2 separate regions of the Sus scrofa genome follow, and region 2 is linked to region 1. Evidence: chromatin contacts called from public promoter capture Hi-C data. All regions are on one chromosome and are shown on one strand. The core of a region is the stretch at or near the end of the contact, and the rest is flanking DNA. Distances in the headings are between cores, read along the strand shown. Region 1 holds the start of KLHDC8A (kelch domain-containing protein 8A). Region 2 holds the start of CDK18 (cyclin-dependent kinase 18).

Region 1 (3,842 bases), core at 820-3,319:
GCCTCCTACTAAGCCTGTCTGATCTGAACTTGGGGTCTCCTAACTCCTGTTGGACCGTTTCCCATGAAACTGTGTCTGTTTTAGCAAAAGAGCTTTCAGAGCCTCCTCAATGGTCTGGGCTGTACTATGCCTGGAAAGGAGGAAAGGACGGCCTTGGAGAAAGTGAAATGGGAATCACAAAACCACATGGTCAGCACAGGCATGATCTGAGAACTCAGTGAACCTGAGTAAGATGGCCCAGGAGCACAACCCTCGGGTCTCCACTCATCAGTATCTTTGACGTTAGGAAACAGATGGTGGGGAGGGAGAAGGTCCTGGAATCAGGTCCCTACGTCCTTCCAGTGGGGCCTGGTGATGGTATGAGGATGGCACGAACATTCCCAGAACCCCAAACATGTGTCTGGAGGTGGTGGCACCTGCGTGGCGCTGTGGGAAGGGATGGATATCTACAGAGATACTGCACTAACCCTCGGGCTCTCCCCTCTGGCCCCGCCTGCCCAGCTTGCTGAGACCGGCCTGGGGGTGTGAGGAGTGGAGCTCTGGCATAATAAGGATTTACTAGACACTTCACTTGTTGAAGTCTCAGTTTTCCCTTCTGTCAAATAAAGCCAGCGGGTCTCTAGTTTTAGTGTCCACTATAAGGATCGAACGGTACCAGGAATGTGACAGCGGCCTCCAACGCGGTGTTGGCTTCCATCCCTTTCCCCACGGACCCCCCCACTCCCTTCTCTCCGCCCGCCCTCAGCCCTGACCCCACTCGCCTTTGGCCGTGACCGAAATGCCCATGGCGGCCTCACGCAGCATGCTCCTCTTCTTCCACTTGCCCTCATCGATGTTGTACATCTCCACGACCTTCAGGGGCAGCTGACTGGTGCCCACACCCCCGATCACCATGATCCGCTTCCCCAGGGCGGTGACGGCCACCCCGGCTCGGGCCGTGGGCAGGGGGGGCAGGGCGGTCCACTGGTCGGCCTCGGGGGAGTAGACCTCAAAGCAATCCATGGGGACGCCGTTGTCGTCACATCCCCCGATGGCATAGACCTGCCCCCCGGTTTCCAGCAGGGAGCAGTAGACCCGGCGGCTGGGCAGTGGCGCCAGGCGCTTCCACTGGAAGTCCTTGACGTTAGGCACCTCCATGGCAGCCCCGAGGGCCCCGCCCGCCGTGGCCCCGCGGAGCGCCAGGGCGCCGGGAGAGGTGCGAGGCTGGGGATCCGCCGGTTACTCCGCGCCCCCTCTCGCCTCCTCCATCTCGCTCCCGTCCGCCGGCTCCCGCCCGACCCCCGGCAAGGGCCCCGACGCCGGCCAGCGCTTCACCGTCCCTCCAGACTCAGCGGTCCGGCGGCGTCCGCGCCCGGCCCTGCGGGAGGAATGGGGGGCGAATCAAGGGCAGCCGGGGCCACGCGCCCTGGCCTCCTGGCGCGGGCGGGCGCGCCGGCTCCCAGCCCCCGGCCAACTTTCAAGGGAAGACGAGGCGGCGAGAGCGCCACCCCGCGGCGGCATCACGCCCGCTCCGCTTTGTCCCCAGCCTCTCGCCGCTGGCCGCTCCCCAGCTCGCGGAAACCCGCGGAGCGAGGGGGGGCCGGGGGCGTTCAGGGATTGGGAGGTCCGGCTGCTTCCCGGAGAAGCGAGGAGTTAACACCTTTCTCCGCGACGCCTGCCTCCCCCAGCCTCTGCTCCCGGCAATCCCCCGTCCCCGCCCCCGCGCCACTTACACAGCCAGGCCGGAGGAGCGCGGCGGCAAGGCGCAGGCAGCGCATTACCCGAGAGCGGCGCGGGGAGCGGAGGAGAGGGCGCTCTGTCCTTCCCCAGTCCGATCGCCGCCGTCACACATGCAGATGAGGAGAATAAATGAGCAGCGGGAAGGAGAAACCGAGCTGCGGCCAGGGGGTGGGGTAAGGGGAGGCCGGCGAGCCTGCTCCACGCACATCCCCACCTGTGCAGGAATCCGCGTGCACCCCGTGGCCGAGCGAGCCGTGACCTCTTTACATAAGCCTTGGCTGGCACCCGGCCCGCGGGGGAGGGAAAGGGCCGGCGGGAGACGCTCACCTTATCTACCGTTCAGGGAAAGCGGGGCACTAGATCCAAGTACCCACATGACAGGGACCAGACTCCCTCCAGTGTGGGGGTGGGCGGTTTGTGAGTGTTTGTTTTGGATGAGGAGGCGGAGAGTCCAATTACCCAGTTTATCTACAGTACACAGACCCTGTTCGTGACAGGCTGGCTCAGTAGTCGGCTTTGCTTTGGAGAGGTATTATCAAATGGTTTAACCTACTATAAACAAGTGATGTGGGTGTGACACGCGCAGACCTGACACAGGTGCATCCAAACAGCAGGTACACCCCGACCTGCGCACATATGCCTTACCTCACACATCCTCTCTCCCTCCACCGGGAAATAGTCATAGCCGGGGAAACTGACACATGCCCAGTGACGTGGACACAGCCAGAGACACAAACATGTAAAGACAAATGCGGGGGTGGTCCCTCCCACATCACCCGTCTTCACACACCTCAGGAAGGGGAAACCAGGTCATCACATCTTGGTTCTCAGCACCAACCCACAGGGCTTGCCAAATAATTCTTTTAAGCCACTCTCTAATGGCCTTATGAGGGCAGTCGTCCCCAGTAACAAAGTGCCCAGGACACCTATCAACTCCTTGGTGTGATGAACTTCAGGCATCTGGGGGCCTCCTACCTGGTTCCCTTGAATAGAGCCAAGTCTTGAAACACTCTGGCTTGGGAGGCTAACAGACTTGGGTTTGAACTCTGACTCTGAAATGATTTAACTGCTCTGAGCCCGAGTTTCCCTATTTTATTTAGGTTAAACCTTGTATTTTGAGATAAACTGTGGATTCACATGCAGTTGTAAGAAATAACATCTTTTAACCCAGTTTCCCTCAGCAGTAGCATCTTGCAAAAGGTATAGTACAATAATATCCTAACCAGGATATGGAAGTTGATGAGTCAAGATACAGAGTATTTCCATCACCACAAGAACCTTTCATGATGCCTTTTTTAAAAGATCGAAGTATAGTTGATTTACAACATTGTGTTAATTTCAGGTGTACCTGTTGCCTTCTTATACCCATGCCTTCCCTCTCCTCCTTGGCAACTACCAATCTGTTCTCCATAATTTTGTCACTTCAAGAGTGTAAGAGTGTTATATAAATATAATCTTTATGCAACCTTTTGGGATTGGCTTTTTCTTTGCTCCCAGCATAATTCCGTGGAGATTCATCCAAGTCGTTGCATGTTTCACTCTTTTTTTTTTTTTTTTTTTTTTTTTTTGCTTTTTGGGGCTGCTCCTGCGGCATATGGAGGTTTCCAGGGTAGGGGTCTAATCGGAGCTACAGTGGCTGGCCAACGCCATAGCCACAGCAACGCAGGATCTGAGCTGCATCTGCGACCTATGCCACAGCTCACGGTGGCAACACGGGATCCTTAACCCACTGAGTGAGGCCAGGGATCAAACCTGCCACTTCATGGTTCCTAGTTGGATTTGTTTCTGCCTGCACCACGACAGGAACTCCTGCTTCACTCTTTTTTTTTTCTGAGTAGCATTCCATAATATAGATATATCCTTGTAGATTTTTGTGACGATTAAATGAGATTATATTTGTAAAATGTTCAGTTCAGCTTCTGACACATGGTGACACATAGCAAGGTCCTGGTAAGTTGCTATTAATACTATTACTACTACAACTACTGTCAACCAAGAAAAAAGAAAAGTGAGAACAAGCGAAAATATTTTGCCCCTCACTTAGAAATGACTTCCTGTGAGAAACAAAAGTCACAGCTCACAATAGGCTCATTTTAACATCTTGAATTCTTGGCTAAGAAATT
Region 2 (3,842 bases), core at 947-3,446, 150 kb after region 1:
CCATGACCCTGTCTCTTACCTATCTCTCCTCCTCTCTTCCCTGCTGCCTCTGCCTGCATGATTTTTTTTTTTTTTAAACCAGATTCAGCCTCGAAATTGTGGTTCGCATCTCAAGATTTGACACCACCATCAACCCTCCACTTGACTGCCAGAGGGATCATTCTAAATCACCGACCTGGGGATAACTCTTTCCTCTGAGATGCTCCGGGTTGCCTTGTATTGTCAGGAGAGGGTCCTGGCTCATTAGCCATGGAGTATGTAGAGGAGCTGTCAGAAGCCAACACTTTCCCACTTTATGAAGTCACGTCCAACCCCACCCCTTCGAAGCTCTGGCCTCACAGAACCATCTGGCTGTATTTTCTCACCCCTGCACTTCACACATGGCGTGATCCCTGCTGGAAAAGCAGAAACACCCTTCCTCCTCTCCGCTGGCCTCTTATCCCATTACCCTCAGCTCAAGCAGCAGAACAACCCCTCCAGGCAGCCATGGTTCCAACCTTGGCCTTGCAGCCCTGGAACTGTTCATTTACCTGCCCCATGAGACAGTGAGCTTCCTGAGAGGCGAGGTTGCATTTCGCTCATCTTTTGTGCCTAGAGATGTAGCTGTTATTTGGCAGACGAGTGATGCTCAGAGAACCTCTGTTGAAACCTCTTGAGGCCATCCTTCTCCCTGGTTCCTTTGGCCCCATTCTCTCTAATCCTGTAAAACACAATTCCTCACCACAGCTCCTTCCCGACCTCTGCGTGGCCTCCTCCCTGTGCCCTAGTGTTCTGATCACATATGTGGATTATGGAGCCAGGCAGGTTGCTTCCTCTCTCGAAATCCTAGAGGCTCAGCCCAACCACTCTTTGCACCCCTTCAATGCTCGGCAGTTTTATTAGCATCCCTGGGAAATCTGTATGACCTGGCAGAGAAAAGAGATAAAGAGTTGGGAGCCCTTTGTGAGGTACCCCTGCCGACTACCAAGTCACTCTCCTAACAGGCTCAGTGTCTTCCTTCCTGCTCCCGAGTCCAAGCCCCGTGGAGTTGCGAGAGCTTGTGGATACAGGCTGATGTTGGAGGGCAAACCTCAGGCCCATGTCTTCCAGAAAGGAATTTTTCCTACTCTCAACAACTTGTTCTCCCTAGGGAAAGATGCCAGGCTCAAAGCCTATGACTTGAAGAAAGGCAGTCACTTCCGAGCAATCGTCAGAAAGGGTTCAGCAGAAACCCATCCACACAGCGGACCACGCCTCCTCAAGAGATCCCTGCCAGGGCCCCCAGTCTGCAGAGGCCACACTCATTGGCGACCAGCGACCATGGAGCTCCCCGATTTGATGCCCATCAGATCCATGGCACCATCTCCTCTCCTCACAGCCTTCAGGAGGAAGCAGGGCTGGGAGGGGCTTGGATGGGCTATTTCATCCCATCTCAGTTTTCCTTTGATCCCTGAAGTCCGATGACGGGGGTGGCGTGGCCATTGGCCTCGGTCCTAATCATGGCTTGCCACTAACTCCTCATGGGGCTTTGGGCCAGTCCAATACCCTTTCTGGGCCTCAGTTTCCCCTTCTCTAAAATGAAAGCTGGGCTGGCAGTAGCTAGTCGGTAAGGCTTCTTGGATGATTAGCACTTGGTCTGTGGGGCTTATTTTGCAAAAGGACAAACTGAATTACTTGTCGAGGTAGGAAGTGGGAGTGATGGCTAGAAGTGAAGCTTCCTCCAGGCCCTGGAAAGGTGGGGTCAACTAGGTGGGAGCTTCCTCCCTAAAGGTAGGTGACAAATCCCACTGGACAGGGGGAAGGGAGAGCCCTGCCAGGACTACTGTTGTCAAGAGCTCTAAAGGCAAAAATGACCAACAGGACCTGTCTGTGCACATTAGCTCCTGGGGTGCCAGTCGCTGGGATCCAGGATCAGACTCAGAAGGGAGGTGAGCTACACGTAGAGACGGACACAGCAGACCAGCCCCTGCCCTGGCCCGGGTCCTGGGTGCCCCAGTCGGGAGGGCTTCATCCCTAGTCACGGCTCTCAGGGCCAGTCCCGCAGGCCAGGCCTAGGAACGAAACCGGAAGAGGCACTTGGACCCTGGTTCCCAGAGTGGGAGAAAGGGTGGGCACCCGGGCAGAGGGAGCCCCAGGGATTGGCAGCGGCTGTGGGCAGGGCGGGAGGGACGGGGAGGAGTCAACTTGTACGTGTGAAAAACTCTGGCGGGGGCCGGGCTCTTCCCTTCCTCCTCCTCCTCCTCCTCCTCCTCCCCCCTCCCTCCTCTTCCCCACCTTCCTCCACCCTCTCCCTTCCCCTCCCCTTCTCCCTCCTCCTCCTCCTCCTCCTCCTCCTCCTCCTCCTCTTCCAGCTCAGGTTGCAGCTTCTCTGGGGAGCCGCTCACCTTTCCGGAGCAGGGGAAGCCGCCCCGAGCCCGGGCAGGGACCCCAGCAGGGCGCAGGGCACAGAGCCCAGCCCCGCGGCAGCCCGGCCGTCGCGGGCGGGAGCCGGCGCGCCGCGGCCCCAGGACACGCGCGGTGAGTCCCGCGGGCGAAGCGCAGTGTGGGTCCGGCAGGGCGGGCGGTGCGCCGGGGGAGGAAGGGGAGGTCGGAGGAGGGGGCACTGTGGCGCCGGGGAAACGGAGCAAAGGTAAGCGGAGCGGCTCTTAAAGGCGCAGTTCTGCTTTTGCCCTGGGGCGGGAGGTTGGAGGGAAATACCAGGGCGCCGGGGGAAGGTCGGAGATCACGAGGCGTGAGGACAAGTGTGTTGGAGGGTGGCGATGCCTTGGCAAGGCCAGTCCCGGGTTCCAGGTGTTTAGGAGGGAAGGACTGTTTTGCATTCTCAGACCTCCCCCACCTCCTCCGCCGGGAGTCTCCACCGGGACTCGCTTTGGCCCCCCGGGCTCCTAGGAAGCAAAGTTTTTCCACCCCGCAGGGAAGCAAGAGCTTTCTAAGCGTCCTTCCGTCTGGGAAGGGCAAGGGTCAGGAGTCTCCGGTAATGAGAGAACCTGAGAAGGTGGAGCCAGATCGCCGCCTCGAGGGGCTTTCTGGGCTCTGGTGAACTTTCCAGAGCGCCAAGTTGAGGGCGGGGGGGGGGGGGGGGGAAGGCCAGGGTCCTGGAGGGTGAAGGTGGAAAGACAGGTGAAGCCCTGCAGGTTCCAGCGCTGGGGGCTGGCTGTGTGTGTGTGTGTTAGGGGTGGGGGTGCCGAGTGGGGGCCTCTGAGGGTTCCTGTGCCTCTTCTCTCCCTGCCTACCTGGGAGCCCAAAGGGGCAGTGCCATCCCCCAGCAGCCAGGAAAGGGTTAATGCAGCAGTGGGAAAGAGTGAGTGGCCTGTTTGGAGATGTGGCTTGAGAATTCTGCTCTCTGGGGGCCGGGTGGGGGGAGTTGGTGATGATCAGGAATCAGAAATCTGAAGTCGGCTGTGGGCTGGAGGCCTCGGTTCTCTCCCTGTTGTGCACACAGGGGTTTCTGGCGCTGTCTGCAGGCCTTGTGGTGGGGATCTGGCCCTTCAGACAGTGACCGATTTTCCATTGCTGCGGGTCGACACCCTGCTAGGCACCGGTGGCTTTGTTCCTCTTCTCTCTGATCCCATCCCGACAGCAAGGGTGGGAGAGTTGGGGCTGTGAGGAGGGAGGGTCTGCTCCCCAGAACCCCCACCCTCCACCCCCCAGCCCAGCCTTCAGCAGTTCCCCAGCTGTGGCCTGGGCCCTGTGACTCACTGACACCACGGCCTGCCCCTCCTGTGTCAGCACCCTGTGAGATTCGGCATGTTCCTTTGGCGTTTTCCACTGGGCACACAGCACATTCCTGGACGCTGGCCTGAGGGAGCAGAATCCTCGAGGACAAGGACGAAGCGCCTGGAATGTCTGGCTGACAGACTTGT

Evidence for each region. Promoter capture Hi-C pulls out the DNA fragments that hold promoters and counts their contacts.
Region 2: a promoter capture Hi-C map of fetal skeletal muscle shows a contact between it and region 1, with 5 times the contacts expected there. The contact joins the promoter of CDK18 here to the promoter of KLHDC8A in region 1. A contact is called at or near these places in 2 of 5 promoter capture datasets (fetal liver and fetal skeletal muscle) and 1 of 47 Hi-C or Micro-C datasets (liver).

The regions. Positions count from the first base shown.
Region 1 is chr9:66,024,563-66,028,404 of Sscrofa11.1, forward strand. KLHDC8A (kelch domain-containing protein 8A) reads right to left here and starts at 2,070. Exons shown (of 6, transcript XM_003357392.4): 1 at 1,713-2,070; 2 at 762-1,357. The coding sequence starts at 1,137.
Region 2 is chr9:66,173,343-66,177,184 of Sscrofa11.1, forward strand. It overlaps CDK18 (cyclin-dependent kinase 18), which reads left to right and starts at 2,197. Exons shown (of 16, transcript XM_021063280.1): 1 at 2,197-2,496.